Regions from separate parts of the Sus scrofa genome. Here region 2 is linked to region 1. The links are chromatin contacts, called in public HiChIP or PLAC-seq maps. All regions are on one chromosome and are shown on one strand. Each heading gives the region's core, a stretch centred on a gene start, on an enhancer-like site or on the middle of the called end of the contact. The rest is flanking DNA. Distances are from core to core; before and after follow the strand shown.

Region 1 (5,214 bases), core at 639-3,138:
GCAGCTCTCTGTTAATTAGATTATCCATTTTTGGGAACATGGATGCACCTGGAGATTATCATACTGAGTGAGAGAAGTCAGAGGAAAATAAATATGAGAGCCCTTATGTGTGGAATCTAATAAAAATCAATTTTATGGTTACCGTACATGAAACTGTTGGGCGGGAAAAGAACTGGAATGAGATTAACATACACACACTACTATATAAAATAAAAGAGACGATTAATGAGAATCTACTGTACAGCACAGAAAAATCTACTCAGTAATTTGTATTAACCTGTATAGGAAAAAAGAATGAGTACATGTATATGAGTGACCATGCACTCTGCTGCACAACTGAAACCAATATAACACTGTAAGTCAACTATACTCAACTTGCAAGCACTAAGGCTGCCTCAGAGTTGAAAAGCCACTCCAGGGCTGTGAGGTGCTTTCCCCACCTGAGCTCTCTGCCCTCTCTTGGGTCTCACAGACTTCCAGAAAAATCGCAACTAGGAATTCCCATTACGGTGCAGTGGAAATGAATCCAACTAGCATCCACGAGGACTGGGGTTCAATACGTGACCTCGCTCAGTGAGTGTGGGTGGCAGCTCTATCTCTGATTCAACCCCTAGCTTGGCAACTTCCAAATGCAGTCCTAAAAAAGCAATTAAAAAAAAAAAAAATAAGCTATCACCCGATTTCGCATTGGGTCCAGTCTGTCTCCCCACTGGATTGGGAACTCTTCAAGGGCAGGCCCTGAAGCCATCTGGGTACTCAACGGGCTGCAAACACAAAGCCTTCAACTAAGCTAACATTGCGAATGAACCACGATGCTCAATATCTGATAAAGTGATCTCTGAGCTACCTTGAGTTTTAACTATTCCTGCGATGTTACTGGGGTTCTTTTTTTTTTTTTTTTTTTTTAAATTCTCATACACACCAACAAGCTTACTCAGAGAATCCAATTTACCGTCACAATGTTTCACAAGGTTGAAACTGTCCCCATTTCAGACAATAAACTCAAGGCAGAGAAGGAAAGTTCCTGTTTTGCCCAAAGAGGTAGAAATCAAACTCATGAGAGTTCTTTCCATTTTGAGCCAAAGAAACAGGCCTCAACAGGGAAGAGAGATACTCCTCTCCAAGCACAACAAAGCTTATTCTGGAAACGCTTGAGAAACTGCAACATTCAAACTCTAATCACCATGTTTGAAGAACAAAATATTGATTTCTGTCCTCAGTGTATACTCTAGAAATGAACACACTCACTCCCCCATTAACTTAAAAGAAAACAAAAAAAAAGAAAAGAAAACAGGCCACATCGGTAACTCCTATGCCATCCGGTTCCCAACAGACCGAGCTAACAAATAACCCAAGAAGCACCTGCTTAATCTTCAAAATCCACGTCTTCACTCTCAATTCCAGCTTCTGTAACATCTCTGGAACCTCAATACCTAGCTCCATCGCCAAATACCCCTTTTTCTGTACCCTATTTAGCTTCTTCCCCATTGTTGACTGCAGACCCCTCAACTTCCGAGATCGACGGACTCCAGGAACCGACCTATTCCAACATCTCCGTCTCCAGAGCCCTCCGCCCAACCCAGACGCCTGTCCTCGACCCCAGCACCTTGTATTGCAGCGTGCGCGGCTCGATCATCTCCAGGGGTCGCCCGTTCACTTTGATGAGGCCGTTACCTCGTTTGCAGTGCGCCACGGCCGTGGCTGTCTTCTGCGGAAACCAAGACAGCGAAGCCACGTGAGATCTGGGCCCCAGCTCCCCTGTCGACCTCAGAACCCTGCCCACAGGTCTCTCTCCTTCCCTCACCCCTACCATCGAGCGACCAGCCTACCTTGCGTCCGAAGACCTGCACCGACTGTAGAGGACCCTTGGAAGGCATGGCTGCAGATTAGACAAGAGCTCCTCACCGCGCGGCGCTGCAACCGGAAAAGGAAAGCGCGGGGCCACCCTGGCCTCTTTTCAGGGTCTGCGCAGGCGCATTGTGCGCAGCGTCGCGACAGGAGGGAGCTTTACGGCTCGTGGGCGGGATTTTGGATTAGCCGCGGAAAGCGGGTCTAAGGAGCGGAGAGGGCGGGACCTAGAGGGGAAAGGGCGGGGCCTGAAGGGTTTCGAGTGCAGACAGAGAAGCTGAAGAGCACCGTCCTTCACATCCTTGGTCCTCATTGGTCACCGCCGGTCCTCGTTTGCATTTTAGCTGTTTGATAGTCTCCCTCCACCCGTATTCCTAGTTGAGTCTCAGTTTACTCTGAAGAGGTTTGTCTTACCTTTTTATCACCGGCAGTCTTCTTCCCTTTAGACTTCCCACCTAGATCCTTTTCTATTAGAATCTTTACTTCGGAACTCACAGCAAAAAATCTTGGCAGGATTCAGAATCCCCCTGCCTCCTAACACCCACCTCCTTTGCGAGTCCTCCCCAAGAATCCTTTTCCATCTCCCCTAGAATCTAGCTTTCTCCAGAATTTCCTTCTTTTTAGACTCTCCTCCCAAAATTCTCTGAGAGGCCCACTCCCAAATCCCCCTCCTAGAGCCCTCACCCTAGACTCCCTCTTTTCTTTTGGTGGCGCCCAGGCCATGTTGAATTTCCCAGGCCAGGGCTCAAACCCGCGCCATAGCAGCCATTCAAGCTGCTGCAGTGACAACCCCAGATCCTTAAGCCACAAGAGAACTCCGACTCCCTCTTTCTCGACTCTCCCTCCACTCAGGGCTCTCTCCTGCACATAATTCTCCCCAGAATCTTCCTCTCTTCAGGACCCATGACCCATTCAATCCCCTTGCTTCAGAAGCTCTCCTACCCAATCCACTTCTCCCATTATTGCCCCCTTAGAATGCCCTTTCACAAAGTCTTCATCCCTTTCAGAGCCCCCTTCCTCAGAATCTACCTTTCCCAATAATTTTTTTCCCTTCAGAGCCTTCTCTGCCCAGGAATTGTCTCCCCTGAAATTCCCCCCCCCCACACACACTACAATCCCCCACTCCTTGGAGACCCTCCCTCTAAAATCCTCCTCTTCACGGTCCCTATCCTGGAATCCCTCTTCCTACAGAGTCACGCCAAATCGCCCTCCTTTATCCTCAGCTCCCCCCAACCCCATCTGAGGAACTGGGTAGCCCCCTGACCTCCCCACCAATCAGGATGCTCCCTTCTCAGCCAAGAGCTTCCTCTCAGGGCTGCAGGCATCTCAGGGTTGCCTCAGTTTCTCTGGCAACCCTGAATCTGGGGTCAAAGGTTCAAAGGGGTGTGGTGATTTACCTGTGCCTGGAGGGCAGAGATAGGATGGAGATTGGTGGGTGGGGCCAGAGGGAGGATCCAGCTCAGAGTCCAGCTCCTAAAGGGTGAGAGAGGGAGAGGGGTGGGCGAGGGGTGGGGGAGGGAGGAAGCGTGGACCCAGGGGCTGACCTGGAGGGACACATGGACAGATACACAGCACAAAAGAGAAACAGGCACATATGGAGGAGAAGGCAAAGACAGGGCCAACGAAGAAGAGAAACACAGTCAGTCAGAGATGGAGCCAGAAAACAACAAGTGGCGAGATCTGGAGGCAGAAAGGCCAACCCTCAGAGAAAGAAGACAGATAACAGAGCTCGCTTGTGAAGGAACTGGTTAAGGAACTGGCGTTGTCACTGCCGCGGCCTGGGTTGCTGCTGTGGCTGGGATTCCATCCCTGGCCCCAGGAACTTCCACATGCCTAGGGCATGACCAAAAAAACGAAAACCAAAACCAGACGGGTACAGGCAGGCATGAAGATTCCTAGACACTTGAGACAGGAAAAGGAGAGCAGAGACTCCCGAATATGCACCTGCAGATACAGATAAGGCCTAAAGAAGACAGGCCATAGAATGCACAAGCTCTCACGCAGTCTGTACTGCCTTTGGGGCATGTTTGGGGGGCAGGGGAAGCTTCCAAACTCTCCAGGCTGATCCTTAAAGCCTTGCTAAGTCTAGTGTCTTGAGTGGGAAAAAAGGGGGCTGGTCTGGGGGTCCTTTAACCTTGGCCCTCCCTACTCTAGAATCACCGTCTCCCCCGGCTTCTTGAAGTACATTTCCCGAGTATCTGTGGAGTGAGCTAGAGGGAGGGGACAGGGGGAAGTTCCCCTCAGCCACTCCAGCCTTCCAACCTGCTCCCTCTCTCTGTACCTCTTGTTTCCAGGACCCTTGGCCAGAACCAGAGAGAGTCTGGGGGTGGGCAGGGTGCCCATGTGGCATCTCTGGACCATCCTCCTGCTGGTGCCACCCTTGGGGGGCCTAGGACCACCCCTCTGCCCCCGGGAGCCCTTCTACTTCCTCATTGCCATCATGAAGATGCTGGTGAGGAGGGAGGGAAGAGCCAGCAGCCAGGGGCAGGGTTGCTGGGGGAGGGGGGTGGGGGGCATCTTTGAGGAAGAGTCAGGCTCTCTCCCTCCAAGATCTGATTTTATTCTTTAACCCCACAATTGTAGGGCAACAAAAATGATGGCACCCTCTACACCCCAGATGATCTTTCGGTGAGTATTTCATTATCTCCTTACTGAAGCTGCCTGTTTTTTTTGTTTTGTTTTGTTTGTAATGGCCGAATCCACGGCATATGCAGGTTCCCAAGCTCGGGGTCATATCAGCGCCATAGCCACAGACTTATGCCACAGCCACAGCAACGCGAGACCTGAGCCGCGTCTGCAGCCTACACCACAGCTCACGACAATGCTGGATCCTTAACCCACTGAGTGAGGCCAGGGATCGAACTGGAATCCTCATGGATACTAGTCAGATTCTTAACCCACCGAGCCACAGCAGGAACTCTTTACTGAGGCTGGAAGCTTAGGGAGAACCCACTAGGCTCAGAACATGCATTTGTTAAGGCCAGGAGGCAGGTGGGCTGGTGAGAAGGAGGATTACAGCTATGCTCACATAGTGCTCCTCTGTGCCGGGTGCTGCTCTAAATGCTTTAAGCAGGAATTCTCTCTTGGCGCAGCAGCTTAAGGATCCATCGTTGTCACTGCAACGGCTCAGGTCGCTGCTGTGGTGCAGGTTCAACCCCTGACCCACAGAACTTCCACATGCTGAGGGGCCAGCCCCCCACACTAAATAAGTAAATACATGCATGCTTTAAGTGTATTAGCTTATTTACTCTTTATACTTGACCCTATGAGTAAACAGGGCCATCACGTAAGGAGGTAAAGGTTGTACACTGCACAAGAATCTCACATCCTCAAGGGCAGTATTCTCATCCTGGACATATTTGTCAG
Region 2 (5,455 bases), core at 1,507-4,006, 620 kb after region 1:
CCAGCTCCCTGAGAATAGAGCCGATGGTGGTCGACAGGGAGAAGTCCTCCTCGCCCAGGAAGAGGGGCTCGGGGGGCAGGGCAGGTGCAGGCGTCAGGCAAAGCGCTGCTTGGAGTTGTTGGAGGGTGTTGTGGATGAGGACATGCCTTCGAAGGCTGGGTGCTCGGGGGCCCAGGCTTCGCTGGACTTTGTCTAGGGAGATGCGGAGCAGGGCTTGCTGGTAGCTCCGAAGGCCTGTGGGACTCCAGTCCCACTTCTCATCCTCTTCTTCCTCCTCCAAATCTGAGTGTTTCCTCTTCAAGCCTACCATGATGCCCTGTGGTAAGAAGAGGGGCAAGTGAGACACAGCAGGGTTAGTTCAAATCCTGAATCTCCTGTATGGCTGTTGATTTTTAATGGCCCAAATAAATCTCACAAGGCTAAGGAAGAGAGTATATGTATGTGATTAACAAAACAAGATCTGGACGCAAGACACAGCTGGGTTTGAATCCCACTTACTGGCCCATGTGGCCTCCAGTAGTGAATTTACTTCCTTGAGACTCAATTTCCTCATCTACAAGGAATCTTAATTCAAGTTCTGGAGTCTTAAGGCTGTTCTTTCACAATACTCTTATTTTCAAACACGACACACACAAGACAGATACTGAGTACAGACACCTGGCCTGCAAGTAGAGATTCCTAGGGTTGACTTCTGCCTTTCACACTGCTCAGCTGTGAGATCTTGGGAAGTGATACTACACGCACAATGAACAAGAGTTCATTGCCAGTTATTTATTGAAAAAAAATTTCTTTTTAGGCCGGCACCCTGTGGCATATAGAAGTTCCCAGGCTATAGGTCAAAATCGGAGCTTCAGCTGCTGGCCTACACCACAGCCACGCCAGATCCTAGCCACATCTGTGACCTACACCGCAGCTCACGGAAACGCCTGATCGTTAACCCACTGAGCAAAGCCAGGGATTGAACACCAGTCTCATGGATACTAGCTGGGTTCCTTACCGTCCAGTCACAACGGGAATTCCTCATTCAATATTTTTATTTGAGGAGTTCCCGACGAATCCGACTAGGAATCATGAGATTGCAGGTTCGATCCCTGGCCTTGCTCATTGGGTTAGGGATCCAGCATTGCCTTGAGCTGTGGTGTAGGTCGCAGACAAGGCTTGGATCTGGCGTGGCTGTGGCGAAGGCCGGCGGCTATAGCTCGGATTAGACCTCTAGCCTGGGAACCTCCACATGCCGCGGGTGCGGTCCTAGAAAAGACAAAAATATATATATTTCTTTAATTTGAAAACAAAATGAAACAAAAAATAAAATACAGGTCCACAATCACTTAAAAAATTTTTTTTTTGAATGTCTACTATATTCTAGCCACCTGGAACCCTGATAGGGAACCTATCTGTGGAGACTCTTCTTTTACAGAGAACAAATATTTTTCCTGACTGGGAGCTCTCGCAACAACAGTGAAAATACCTCCCTCACTCCCTCTGTGGTTGCCTTCAGGTTTCTCCAGCATGAGTCCGGTAGGAAAACTCGCCAGAACATTACTCACGCCAAGCCCCGCCCCCGACCAGCCCATCCAACCAGGCCCCCGCTCTCTACAGGCCCCGCCCCCTCGACGAAGTTCGAGTTCGGAACCCAGACACGCCCCAACTTGGTCCTTGGGGCTTATGGGAAATGTGGGCCAATAGCCTCCAGGTACACGTACTGACGTTGAACGCGCACTACAACCCCCGGAGGGCTCAGCAAGCCGCAGGGACGCACCTTCCCCGCCTTCCCTTAGGGCATGCGCAAAGCGGCCCGTGGTGGGTGGGGGAAGGGAACCCGGACGTCCAGCTGCCCGGCGCCCGCCGAGCCCCGCCCTCCGCTGCCTTCAGGGCTGCGGGTCTGAGCTCCACGCCCGAAACACCCCTCCCCCACCCGACTCCGATTCTAAACTGCTTTCTACCGGTCCTGCGGACCGTAGAAAGTCCCAAATTCTTCCATCAAACTACTCTCGGGTCCAGAGACCCAGGCCCCAACACATCGCTCAAAGACTTACAAATGCTCTCCGATGCGCTCTGTTCGGGCCGCTAGGTATCTGAATTTTGAGACCCTCCCCGTCAACTTTCCCCTATTCTCCGGTCTTTCAAATGCTTCTCAACCTCATCTCCGACTCCCCCTCCGGCTCCAAGACCTGACTGGGAACTCTCCTCTCCCCAGGACCCCTCTCCACCACTGCGTCTAGGAGATCGAGTCCTTGCCCCTATTTCTTTCGCTTCTCCAAATGCTCGGGATCACAGCGCAACGCCTCAAACTTTTTCCTGAACAGTAGTGCCCGACTTTAACTCGTCCCGGAGACCTGAATTATCCCAATCTTCAGATTTCCTGCCCCCAAAAGTTCCTTCCCTAGTTCTCTCGCTTCCCAAACACCCCGTGTCCCAGCTTCAGACTCCCTCCACTTGAAGACCCTGTCCCCAAAACTTCGCCTTCCTTTCAGGATCTCGAAACTCAGTCTCTCCAAACCTGCGCCCCCTACTCCCACCCATACCCCGCCTCCACAACTCTCCGGAGCGCCTCCACTTCCCTCAACCCAAGGCGGATCCCAAGCCAGGCAGCCACACCTCACCTCAACTGCCAGGTTCGCAACAACTACCTCCGGGAACGCCCGCGGCTTTGCGACCCTCCTTTGCGAGTGCTGGGTAGGGGCCGCGCTCACCACCCCGGGGCCTCTCGGTCTGGCCTCAGGCCCACCCAGCTCCGCCCGGAGCCGAGCCGCGAACCATGATTGGCTGGAGTCCTGCCCACCGCAGGGCGCGGATTGGCTAGGCGGAGCTACCGCCTGTCGCCTGGAGACGCCGGACCCGCCTTCCCCTCCTTCGCTCCGCGGACCTTTTAAAGGATTCTGACTTGCCGGGAGGCAGGGCCACCTCTCTAGGGTGGATGTTGCACCAAAACTGTTTCTTTCAACTCGGCTACTGTCCTCGCTCCAAGACCGTCTTCATTGCTCTCTGCGACCCCTTTATACCAAGCCTGGACCCAGTCGCGGAGGAAGATTGACAGGCACGCCCGGCCCCACCCCGCTTACCGGGAGGACCCCGCTGCGCCTCTCACGAAGGCCGCGCCCCTAGCTTTGGAGGGCGGACCCTGCGGAGGAGGAGGATGACGCACCGAAGGCCAGCCAATAGTTTGGTGCGGCCTGTGTTGCCTGGGAGATCTTAGCCCTTCCTCCCTCAGGATGGCACCCCTGCTGCGGGAAACTCGCTCTTGGCTCCCCACTGTCGTGGGGACAAAGTCCAAACTACTTTTTTTTTTTTTTTTTTTTTTTGCCTTAAAGCCCTTCAGGTCTGGCTTGATGCACTCTCCCTTGCTCTCTACAATCCTGCCGCACCGACTGACTCACTCTTTCTAAAATGGCTCCACCGCCGTGAACAGAGATTCGGTTTTCTTCCCTGCCTTATCTTCAGTGCCTACAACAATGCCAGGTTCGTATCAAGTTCTCGAAAATGAGGGGGGAAAAAAAAAGACCTCTGGCACAACATTGTAAGTCAAAATCAAGGATACTTTTAAAAAGACCTCTGGATCTTGAAACTTTTTCCCATCCTGAAAATACGCCCTCAATTCCCAGGCTGCCTCTTGAGTCAGAACTCTTCTCAAAGTTTTCCTCTCAGTTCTGAGGCTCCAGGGATGGTCCAGACCCATTCTGGCCTCCCACAGGGTCCTGTGCTTCCCTCATCGCGACCCTGACTCCTTTGCCTGAGTCTCCCCGACCTTGGCCCTGGCCGTCACTGGATTGTGGGCCTCCTGGGGACACGTACCAATGTTATCTCACTGCTTGGTCCCCAGCATCACCTAGCACAGGGCCGGACACAAGGCAGGCGCCCAGTGAAAGAAAGTTTGTTAAATGCAGACACTGTAACAGAAGAAATAAAGCGGGAGGAAATGAGTGCGGCCGGTGCCCAGAAAGCCTGAACCAGCCCTGCCCCACCCCCACAACACGTTCCCGCCCACGGGAGGAGAGAGTTTTCTCCAGGCCGCTCCGGAGAAGGAAGGTTTAAGGCTCTTTGGACCAGTCCTCGCCGGTTGGAATTTGTCAGTCATGTAGTCCAGCTGTGTGGAGAAGAGTATAGGATGGGAATGGATTTGGGGTTGGGGGAGAGCTTTGGGGGTTAGGTAAGCGAGGAGTGGTTTGCTCAGTCCTGGGAAAGGTGTCTCTGGGGGACAAAGGTGGGGGAGAGTAGATTCCAAGAAGGGACATGATTAGGAAGAGGCAGTTCTTCCCCTCCCCGTGCCGAATCAGCCCCTTCAGGCTTCCTGTCTCAGGGTGGCCCTACTGCAACCCCACTTTCAGGATTCAGTCCTAGGTTTCCTTCTGGTGCCTCCCTCCCCTCCCAACTGTCCACTCAGGCTCCCGCCCACTCTCCCTCTCTTCCTCAAGGTCCCAGGACACCCTCTGGGTTCCCAGTCTCTACTTCTGCACCCTCCCATCCACCCGCACACAGTAGCCCAGGGAAGCTTCATAAAACACAAACCCGGAGTTCCTGTCGTGCGGCTCACCAGTAATGAACCCAACTAGTATCCATGAGGATGTAGGTTCAATCCCTGGCCTCTTGCTCAGTGGGTGAAGGATCTGGCTTTGCTGTGGCTGTGGTGTAGGATGGCAGCTGCAGCTTGGGCTCAGCCCGTAGCCTGGGACCTTCCATATGCCGTGGGTGCGGCCCTAAACAAGCAAACAAACCTGAGTGTGATCCCCCCTCCCCACCTCTCCCTTGCTCCACTCTTTGCATAAAAACTTAGACTAAAGCTCAAACTTTTACAAGGACCCTGGCCGGTTTAGCACCATAGAACAGCCTCTTGGGGTTGATCGCTCCTCCCCTCTGACCAAAGTATTAACTGTAGGGGATGGGCTTTAGTTCTTCAAAGGGGCCATGTGCTCATGTGGCCTCTTCTGCCTGGAACGCCATCACGCCTTAGAACCTTCCCTTGGCTCATTCTCACTAAACCAGGTTTCAGGTGGGACAGCTCATCTTCCACAGAACCTTCCTCAAGCTGGGTCCCTCGGCTCTCTCTGCTTCCTCCATCAGAGCCCTGGCCACTCACTCTGTGTTGTCACTGTCAGGGGCAGGGCTGTCTTCCACGTTGGACAGTGAGATCCATGAAGACAGGGTCCCCACTGTCTTCACTGGTTCCCCAGCACAGGGCCAGGTGAGGAAACAAATGGATGAATGCCCAGAAAATCTTTTTTCTCTTTTTTTTGGTCTTTTTAGGGCCAAACACACAACACATGGAGGCTCCTAAGCTAAGGAGCTGTAGCTACTGGCCTACGCCACAGCCAGCAATGCCAGATCCAAACCATATCCAAGACCTGCACTGCAGCTTGCAGCAACGCTGGATCCTTAACCCACTGAGCAAGGCCAGGGACCAAACCTGCATCCTCATGGATACTCGTCGGGTTCTTAACCCGCTGAGCCATAATGGGAA

The links. HiChIP or PLAC-seq counts read pairs in DNA pulled down with a chosen protein or histone mark.
Region 2: an H3K27ac HiChIP or PLAC-seq map of alveolar macrophages shows a contact between it and region 1. The contact joins the promoter of SERTAD3 here to the promoter of RPS16 in region 1. A contact is called at or near these places in 1 of 47 Hi-C or Micro-C datasets (blood) and 1 of 2 datasets of contacts at active chromatin or transcription factors (alveolar macrophages).

The regions. Positions count from the first base shown.
Region 1 is chr6:48,086,480-48,091,693 of Sscrofa11.1, forward strand. It overlaps RPS16 (ribosomal protein S16), which reads right to left and starts at 1,889. Exons shown (of 5, transcript NM_001137620.1): 1 at 1,830-1,889; 2 at 1,607-1,708. The coding sequence starts at 1,877. IL-15L reads left to right here and starts at 3,967. Exons shown (of 3, transcript XM_021094372.1): 1 at 3,967-4,300; 2 at 4,432-4,476. The coding sequence starts at 4,190.
Region 2 is chr6:48,709,994-48,715,448 of Sscrofa11.1, forward strand. It overlaps SERTAD3 (SERTA domain containing 3), which reads right to left and starts at 2,757. Exons shown (of 2, transcript NM_001244464.1): 1 at 2,604-2,757; 2 at 1-316. The coding sequence starts at 310. It overlaps LOC102158315 (a long non-coding RNA gene), which reads left to right and starts at 3,191. Exons shown (of 3, transcript XR_001303673.2): 1 at 3,191-3,459.